Regions from separate parts of the Pan troglodytes genome. Here regions 1 and 3 are each linked to region 2. Evidence: chromatin contacts called from public Hi-C and HiChIP or PLAC-seq data. All regions are on one chromosome and are shown on one strand. The core of a region is the stretch at or near the end of the contact, and the rest is flanking DNA. Distances in the headings are between cores, read along the strand shown. Region 1 holds the start of NTPCR (nucleoside-triphosphatase, cancer-related). Region 2 holds the start of SIPA1L2 (signal induced proliferation associated 1 like 2). Region 3 has its middle 400 kb from the start of SIPA1L2.

The links. Hi-C and Micro-C count contacts between places; a contact is called where the count stands out from the background. HiChIP or PLAC-seq counts read pairs in DNA pulled down with a chosen protein or histone mark.
Region 1: an H3K4me3 HiChIP or PLAC-seq map of stem cell-derived excitatory neurons shows a contact between it and region 2, with 6 times the contacts expected there. The contact joins the promoter of NTPCR here to the promoter of SIPA1L2 in region 2. A contact is called at or near these places in 1 of 7 Hi-C or Micro-C datasets (stem cell-derived neural progenitor cells) and 1 of 1 datasets of contacts at active chromatin or transcription factors (stem cell-derived excitatory neurons).
Region 3: a Hi-C map of stem cell-derived neural progenitor cells shows a contact between it and region 2, with 3 times the contacts expected there. The contact joins the enhancer-like site here to the promoter of SIPA1L2 in region 2. A contact is called at or near these places in 1 of 7 Hi-C or Micro-C datasets (stem cell-derived neural progenitor cells) and 1 of 1 datasets of contacts at active chromatin or transcription factors (stem cell-derived excitatory neurons).

Annotation. Positions count from the first base shown.
Region 1 is chr1:16,238,646-16,241,486 of NHGRI_mPanTro3-v2.0_pri, reverse strand. NTPCR (nucleoside-triphosphatase, cancer-related) reads left to right here and starts at 1,382. Exons shown (of 5, transcript XM_016941086.3): 1 at 1,382-1,595. The coding sequence starts at 1,562.
Region 2 is chr1:16,557,628-16,560,493 of NHGRI_mPanTro3-v2.0_pri, reverse strand. It overlaps SIPA1L2 (signal induced proliferation associated 1 like 2), which reads right to left and starts at 1,509. Exons shown (of 21, transcript XM_063790534.1): 1 at 1,432-1,509.
Region 3 is chr1:16,955,471-16,958,468 of NHGRI_mPanTro3-v2.0_pri, reverse strand. No RefSeq gene overlaps it. Among named protein-coding and RNA genes, the nearest start is that of SIPA1L2, 400 kb to the right of the region's middle. Within about 2 kb of position 1,323, at least 7 of the 24 cell types and tissues checked have an H3K27ac peak or open chromatin away from gene starts, as enhancers often do. A contact at or near this core is called in stem cell-derived neural progenitor cells, where this site is marked.

The DNA of each region.
Region 1 (2,841 bases), core at 133-2,632, 320 kb after region 2:
GCCCTACATTAACAGTTGGGATAATAAATAGTATACTGTTATAATAATAGAGCATTACAAATGTTGCAGAAATGATGGTGATGACAGCTATATTTTACAAATCCGACTTTGTTTTTTTAGATAATCATTGGACTGGCATATGTCTCAGGCTAAAGGGAAACCAAGAGGTCCATGTGTGGGCAGAAACCAATTAAGTTGAGCACTCACCGAACTGCTTTCTCAGCCAGGATGGGGAACAACTGACTACAAATTAAGCTGTACACATGTTAGACTGAAAGAGTTTACAGGTAAATGTGGCCCAAGGCCACTGCCACGTCATTCGTTGGCCGGAACACTTGCAGTGGTAAAGTGAGACGGAGAAGCTATTTAATTCTTTGCAAGAGGAGATCTTTATACACTTTGGTGTGAAAGTAAAGAGGGAAAACTGGGCGTCCTATGCATGGCTGAGGACGGGAAGTCTGCCTACACCAGTGGTTCTCAACCCTAGCGCACTTCAGGAACTTCCTGGAGTTTAGAAAGAAGAAAAAAGAATACAGGTGCTCAAGACTCGCTCAAGACCAATTACTCATGTTAAACAAGACTTATGGGAGGCCATTGTTTTGGACTAACCTCCTGCACTAGGTCCTAGCAGACTAGACCAAACCAGAATGGAGTCACTTGTGCCAAGTGCCATGTAACCAAACTGAACTTTGAAACAGGCCCGTTTTCCCAAAAAACAGGAGATTCTAGTTAACCTGAGTCAGTACAATAACGAAGTCCAATCTGTTTTAACCCTATAAGGAAAGTAACTTTGAAATACCCACTCTTTGTTTTGTTCTTCAGCCTTTTTTTGCCCATAAAGCCAACCTCCTCTGCACAACTCACTGGAACACTCTATTTGCTTTATGGAATGATCTATTTCTCGATTCTAGATCCTAAATATAAGCCAATTAGATCTTTAAACTAAACTTGTAATTTTGTCTTCTGACACTCCCCATTACTGCAGGTGAAACCCAGGCATCAGAGCAAGTTTAAAACTCCCCAGCTGATTCTATTCTGCAGGAATGTTTGAGAACAAAGTTGGAGTCATTAACATGGCATCCCCCTTTGAGGAATGCTTCCAGGTCACAAACCTTCTACAAAAGGGCTGTCCCGGCAGCCTTGGGCAATTTCAGCTCCTAGGTCCGGAGTCAAGGGGCAGAACTTGGGTGATGGCGCTGACTTGAAGCAGCAATAGTTTAATAACTGACGTTCTCACGCACTTATCTCTGCAAATACCCCACAAAAGCCCTGAATCCAGAATGAAACTTAAGAGACCGTACAACCCGCTCCGCCTATAGGAACTGCCGCAGCACAGGCGCAAATGCCGAGGGCTGAATGCGCAGGCGCGGACCGGGTACTCGGGAGAAGGCGCATGCGTGGTCTTGAGGGCGGTGCTTCCGGTCGAAGCACCGCTTGGGGGCGGGGCCTGCGACACGCGGTGGGCGGGTCCTGAGTCGCGACCCTGGTCCGGACCTGACCTGAATTGCGACCCCAACCTGGACTGCTCCCCTGACCGCAACCCCTACCCCCGCCCACCAGCATGGCCCGGCACGTGTTCCTAACGGGGCCCCCAGGTAACCCTGAGGGGATCCCCACCTCCAAGAGGTCGAGGGGGTGGGGGCGCGCGGGCTGCGGGCGACCTTGTGCTGTCGGGGAGGGTCTCCGGCTCCAGGGCTCCGGCCTCTGAAGTTCCCAATTAAATGGCGGGCTTGGTAGTCTGAAGAGTTTGTACTCCTTCCCGGAAAACGTGATTTAAAAGACACAGGGCCTAAAGGATTAGAACACACTTGTGAGGGGGTCCTAGACTGGCTTCTTGATGAAGGGCTGAAACCGCAGGGGCCAGCGGCAGCGGTAACTCCTACTGTAGTGTTGACGTTGTGGTCTGCACAAATGGTATTTCAAGAGATCTGCCGCAACCGCGATGTGAAGTGGAGATGTCTAATTTCTGTTGATAGTCACAGGTACTTCCTTACTGTGGGTCTTTGCTACATTGATCGTGCAAAAAAAATGGTAAATTTTAGTTGGAGGAGAGCGAAACTGAAGTTGTAACCTTTCTTTCCCATCTAAGTTCATCCCCCCACCCCCATCCCCATCTCCATCCCCACGAATTCCCTCCACAGCTGAGGCCACAGGTGGAGAAGCTTTGGTACCTACAGGAGCCCTTCTCAGACACTCTTGCTTGTTCCTGTCGCTGTCCCCTCCTGATGTCTGTCAGATCCCTCAACCCTGTGGCCTGTGGAGTTCTCATCTGAGAAGCAGGATAGCGTTGAGGTCAGATGAGAGGTGTAGGAGGAGGTGCTTTGAAATCAAGGCGCTACCCATGTATCAAGCATTACTAAAAAGGACAGGTAGGCTGCATCAGATAGGCTAAAAAAAGATAGATGGGCTAAGAGTGGAGAAAGTGATTTCTTCAGCTCCTTTGCAAGGCAAATCTAATTTTGAAGTTTAGTGTGGGTTCAGATATCAAAGGCTGTAACCCTGGATCTAGAATTCTCTTTCACTTTATTTTAATGATTATGTTTAGTTGTTTAGTATGTTAAGTTGTTAATGATTATGTTAAGGCTACAGCTAATATTGCAGACTTTGGGATTTTGTCAGGCATTGGATGGGGGAGTTGGGGAGCAGGGGGTGAGGAGGAGGAGGGTGGTTTGAGAAATGCCTGCTATCTAAAGTCACTCCTAAGTATTGCAAAGAACTGTTTTCTGAAAGTTGGTTTGTCAATCCTTTATTTGAAACTTGGAATGCAGTTTGATACTCAGCAGGCTGACCCCAAGACAACTGTGTGTTTTATAATGGAGGTGTCCTGTTACCGTGATTGTA
Region 2 (2,866 bases), core at 260-2,759:
AAATGTCTACAATTTTGTTTTGACCAAAATCATGTTTTGGTGAGCACAATTGCGTAACCAATGCACTTGATTTTTTCTAATACTCAGGCCAGAGTCATCTTGGGCTGAATTAATTTAACTCAAGCAGGTTAATGATGACAAATATCTCCCACAGGGGTAATGCCAAGTTGTTCTCTCTTTCCGAGAAGCCTCGGCTCTCTCTTGCAGATGATGAGCCGAAATTGATTCTTTGGGTTTGCTGCACGGCTGAAAATTAATCTGTAGGTGTTCCTAGGGATATTCCCAGGACGTGGGCAAACTACCCTCACTGACACGGGAAGACCCGGAGAGGCCCAGGAGCTGGCAAAGTGGGAAGAAAGGTCGCGGCGAGTGAGAAGAGCGCTCGCCGGAGGCTCACGGTCTTACAAAGAGGGATCCGTCCCGGTGAGGGCGCGCGCTCCGGGCGCACCCCCTCTAGAAGGGGAATGAGCCCCGCAGCAAGTTCGGCGTCAGCCGGCCAAGCGCGCCGGGGAAGCTGCGTCGGGCAACCGCGAGCCCTTCCAGAGAGCGTTAGTCAGAGCGGAGTTCTGGGCACCTGGAGGAGATCCTCCTCAGTGCCTGTGTCGCCGAGACGGGAATAACCTTTCAGCCGATCGATAACTTGGAGAGAACAGGCGGCGGCGGCTCCTCTTCCAGCCGGGGATCGGGAGCGCGGGCGCATCTGCGTCTACAAGCCGGACCCTGCGCCGCGCCCCTCGCACCCCTCGCCGCCGTCAGCCCCCCAAAGCGCCCCGAAGGGCATCCCCTTCCCCTTCGGGACAGTCCCCGCCTGGCCGCAGGCATCCCGAACCGACCCTCGCCACGCTGCCCGTCGGATTCCCCGACACGAACCTTCGCAACGCCGTCCGCCGGGACCTGCTACAGCCTGTGCGCCCCGGGCGGCGCGTACCCGGGCTGCCGCCTCGCCGCCCGCCGTTGCCCCGGGCTGCCCATCGGCCCGGACTCTCCCCGCGCCGGGCTCCGGCGGAGGCGGCCCGGACCCGCCGGCTGCGGCTGGAGCTCTCGGCCTGCGCTCGGGCGGCCGGCGGGGGCGCGGTGCTCCTCCTCCGTCCTCCTCCTCCTCTCGCTCCGCCAGCTCCTCCCGGGCTCCCAGTCTGCCGCGCCGGCTCCCGATGCCACCGCCCGCCCGCCCAGCGGCACCGCCCCCCGCCCGCTCTGCGGGCTCCCATTGGTAGCTGCCTGCAGGCCCCCTCGGCCCCGCCCCACGATTGGGCGCGGACGCCGTCAGTCTCACCGTCCGCCCGGCTCCGGGCGCAGCCGGTGCGCTGTTCCCAGGCCCCGCGGCGCGCGGGAGCTGCGCGTCCAGGAGGGGCCCGGACGCCCTTCTTGGGGAGGGGGCTGCGGGGCGCATCATGAGCCGCGCTGGGCGAGCTCGAGGGCCGGGCAGCCTACCTGGACCCCGGCTTCTAGAGAGCCGTCGCCGTCCTTGTCGGGACTCGCTTTCGCCCCTCTGAGGAATAAGTTAAAAACCGCGAGTCTGGTTCTGAGCCGCCCCCTGGCGCAGGCGCGACCCCACCCGGCCCTCCCGTCTCCCAACTTGGGACAGACGCGGCGGCCGGGCGGTCGGATCCGTGAGCCTCGGCCGTTGGGGCTACATACACAGCCCAGGACGCCACAGAATCGCCGAGGCCCCGCGAACGCCCAAACGGCCGCAAGTCGAAGTGATCCCATCTGAAGAAGACAGCGCGAGGAAGCGAGACCCTGCTGTGTGCCGGCCCCCGGAGGGCGCCCCGGGCCCTGTGGGTCGGAGGGTGGGGAAGCACAGAGAAACACGCAGGCAGTAAAACGTTAGGAGGACAGGGGGTGCCAGCGTGCAGGAAATGCTGCTAAGAGACCTTTAGGAGCCAGGGGGAAAACGGAGAGATTGGCAGTTCCAGGCACCCACATCCCAGCGCGGTCCGCTCACCCCTTCCTCCCTGCCCTCCAGGCAGCGCTCAGCCCACGGTAGAAATGTCTTGCATCTTTTTTCTGACGAGGAAGAATTGAACTTTTTATACCCAACTTTTCTGCTTTCTTAGAAATGTTGACTCACCTGTGAGGAAGCATTATTTGAAACTATTATTGTAAATTGCTTGACATTTGAATTAGATGCTGAAAGATTAAAGGGTCTCAGAAGAATCTTTTAAGCTAGACTGGAATTGACTCTGCCTAAATGGACAGCAACAGTCATCTATACGCAGGAATAATAAAGCAGGTGGAGGCAGCCTCTAACTTACCTTCCAGCCACACCGTAGAATTTCCTGAGCAGGCTTTTTTGTCAGAGTTTTGAGCTGGGTTCCCTGAGACTGGATTGGGGCTTTCAGTTTCTCCCCTTCTAGAGTCAGACTTCTTCCTGAAGAAAAAGTGTTCTCTCTACTTCCCTATCACAAACACTTCCTAGAACACAGCCCTGTTAAAAGGTAAATAGAGGCGGTCCTTCCCACACTATATTTCTCTGTGATCTGAAGCATGTACACATTATACAATCTTTCGTATCTTTTTAAATTATAGGTATAATCTGTGGGATTAGGTATAACTAAACAGGTCAAGAAGCAATCCTGTGACATAATACAATTCCTGAGCACTCCAGGTTTTGATGAGTTTCCCAATTGTCACCCCATTATCAGCATTTACAAGATTGTCATGTATTCATTTAACAAACATTTATGAAGCCGGGCGCGGTGGCTCAAGCCTGTAATCCCAGCACTTTGGGAGGCTGAGGCGGGAGGATCACAAGGTCAGGAGATCAGGATCTTCCTGGCTAACACGGTGAAACCCAGTCTCTACTAAAAATACAAAAAATAGCCGGGCGTGGTGGCAGGCGCCTGTGGTGGCAGGCGCCTGTAGT
Region 3 (2,998 bases), core at 74-2,573, 400 kb before region 2:
ATGAGTGAGTAGATGGAAGGCAGGAAGGTAGGAGAGAAGGAAGAAAAGAGAGGAGAGAGACGGATTAGAGGCAGGGAAATGCAGTCTATGTTCATAATTTATACGAGAGAGAAGAATAACTAAGGTGGTGATACAACTGTTTTGAGTATAATCTTGCTTTTCTCTGACCCTCTCCAGCAAATTGTATCACCCAATCAATCCCTGTAAACCTCTGGGTGAGACAGAGGAGGGACCCCCTCTTTTAGGGGCCTACAGACCCCAAGCATGGAAATAAAGGAAAATCCTGAGTTCCTTCCCGGGAAATTCCAGGCACCTAGCTAGCCCTGAGAAGTAAATAAGTAACCTGTTAAACAAGAAGGTAAAAGTAGCCTAAAACAATAGCTAAAGAAGTTAGAGTCCCAGAGATGTTTGCTCTCCCTATGGAAATTAAAGATAACATCTTAACATATGTCCCCGAGTTGTCTTTCAGAGGCTGGGACCCCCACAGGACTGATCCACTGGCACTTAGACCCCAGATGAGGGGGAAGTGAAGACTAAACTTTAACTATGGCTCTTTGTTCTAAGGTTCTTCCTAAGAGGCTTGGAGACAGTCACTACCCTAACATTTTTCTACTGACCCACAATTTTTAAACAAAGCTTCTCTTCCTTAATCAATTGCAAATCAGAAGATCTTTAAATCTACCTCTGCCTTGCAAGCCGGTGCTTCAAGATATCCGCACTTTTAGTCCAAAACCAACGCGTAACTTTAATGTGTTGATTGATCATTTTGCCAATAGTGTCAGCTCTCCTGAAATTTACCCCTCCTTTAAAAACCCTTACCTGCAAGCAGTTAGGGAGTTTGGGTCTATAAGCCTGAGCTGCCCTGATTCTCCTTGCTTGATGCCCTACAGTAAATGCCTTCCTATCACGGCAGAAACCTCAGTGTGAGCGCCTGGTTTCATTGCACCGGGCGAGTGGATGCCGGATTGGTTCTGTAACATGAATATCACCATGCCCAGGACAGCGACTCCAAATTTCTACAGTCCTCAGTTTGATATGGTTTCTCTTAGGGCTTTGTGTCTGTTATTTCATTCTCTCGGTCCCCAGTTGTTTTTTTTTTTTCATTTTAAAACCCATTTTTAACATCTCGGCCTCATTTCTCTCATTTGAATTTTCATTTAAGCCCAAGTGATTTTCTAATAGCTTGAGTCCCTTATTGAGTCATTTGTCTCAGAGCCAAATGCAGGGATGATGGCTTCGCTTCCTCTCTGTGTGCTTTAGCAGAGAGGCTTTTGTTTATGAGCCTGGGGTGCTGAGCAGTTTAAGAAAGTGCCCTTGGGCTGTGACTGCCCTGCCATTCTGAAGCGGTGAGCTCTCCTCATTGAAGGGAAGGGAGAGGCCTCTCCTGGCTCCTCTCTCCCCGCAACCAAAACACTTGCAATCTGGGTGGCAATTGATGCAATAAGGTTCACAGGTAAAAAGCTAACCAGGCTTTGTCTTTTAAATGAAAGCCCCGTTCTGAAATGGAGCACAGCAGGTGGGCAGGAGCTGCACTCCTTTCCAAAGCTGTCACACATCTGTGCAGAGGCATGGTTTGGTTTTTTTTTTTTTTTTTTTTTTTTAATCAGCAACAGCAGCAGCAGCCTGGGAACCACTCTGTACCTGCTGCTCAGGCTTAGCTGCTTCTCTGCAAATTATATTCAGTGGGAGGCCATTTTCTTGTTAGGGAGGGCCTGTTGGGGGGTGGGGGGGTTCCCTGTCTCTAGGGACCAGCTTTGGAGACAGAACATTGCATTCCCCACCTGAAAATCCCAAATATGCATTTTCTACTTCTGAAAGGAAATCACTGTCCATGAAAGCTAAAAACACCCACTGTCGAGAAAATAATACACACATATGCATATGTGTACATATATAGAAATAGATAAAAGATGTATAATTGAATAATATATAGTGAATAGTATATTAATAATTAATAATAATTAGTAATATATTATTCAAATTTGTCATCTAATTCATCCACCAATATAAGTTCTTTAAGATAAAGGATAAAAATTATGGTGACTGTACGTGTCTTTTCTCCTTGAGGTATTCAGGATCGAGTCGTTGTGGATTGGAGGATCCATGGGTAGATTTTTAAATTCAAAACTGGGGGCTAAGGCAGCTGTCTGGACAAACCCAGATTAATACATTAAAAATAAATAAAACCCAGAAGTGACTGGAATTGCCTTACTTGGAATGGCATGGTCTACATTTGCTGTTTTGTCAATGGAGAGTGAGACCGGGTATTTTCTAAGCTTCCTGGTCTCCCAGGAGAATTTTGTTTAGTTATTTAAATCGCAGCTTTTAAATTCCTGGCCAGCTGCCCAAAAGGCTGTATTGTTGGACCTGCCTTTTGTCTTCTTCATAACTATGCTTACCCTCACAGGATCTTTAAGAGTTAAGGAATTGTCCTTCAGTGAGTTTTGGTCAAAGGAGGCAGAACCTGGAACTCAACATCAGCCCTTTCAGTGGGGCTTAGGCAACTTTCCGGATGGGAAGAGGGCTTACCCCCAGCGGTCTGTGTGTAGCTCTTCAGGCTGAAATGCCTGTCATCTGCTACAGATCAAATGCAGGACTAATTGGCACTCCTGAGCCAACTCATTTTTGGATGAGTTTCCTTCTGATGTTTCAAAGCATCTCAAAAGGCTCTTCTATAAATGATTCTCAAGGATCTTCGCAGAGAGAGATTAGTCTCTTAACTACAGTAGCAATAGGCTTTGGTCCAGATTTATAACCACTCTATCTTTCATATTGAATATTGAAATCTAGGTTTAGTTTAATTTCTTCTAATTCCTTTTCAGTAACGTATCTTAGAAGCTTAACCAAAAAGAGGAGAATGAAGAAGGAAATCAACTCGTTTGCCACTGTCAAAACAGTTATAAGGCGAAAGATTCATATGGTCTGAAGAGAAACCAGAGAATAACATAACTTAAAAATGATTTCAGGCACGTGCAAATGGGATAATTAACAAATATAT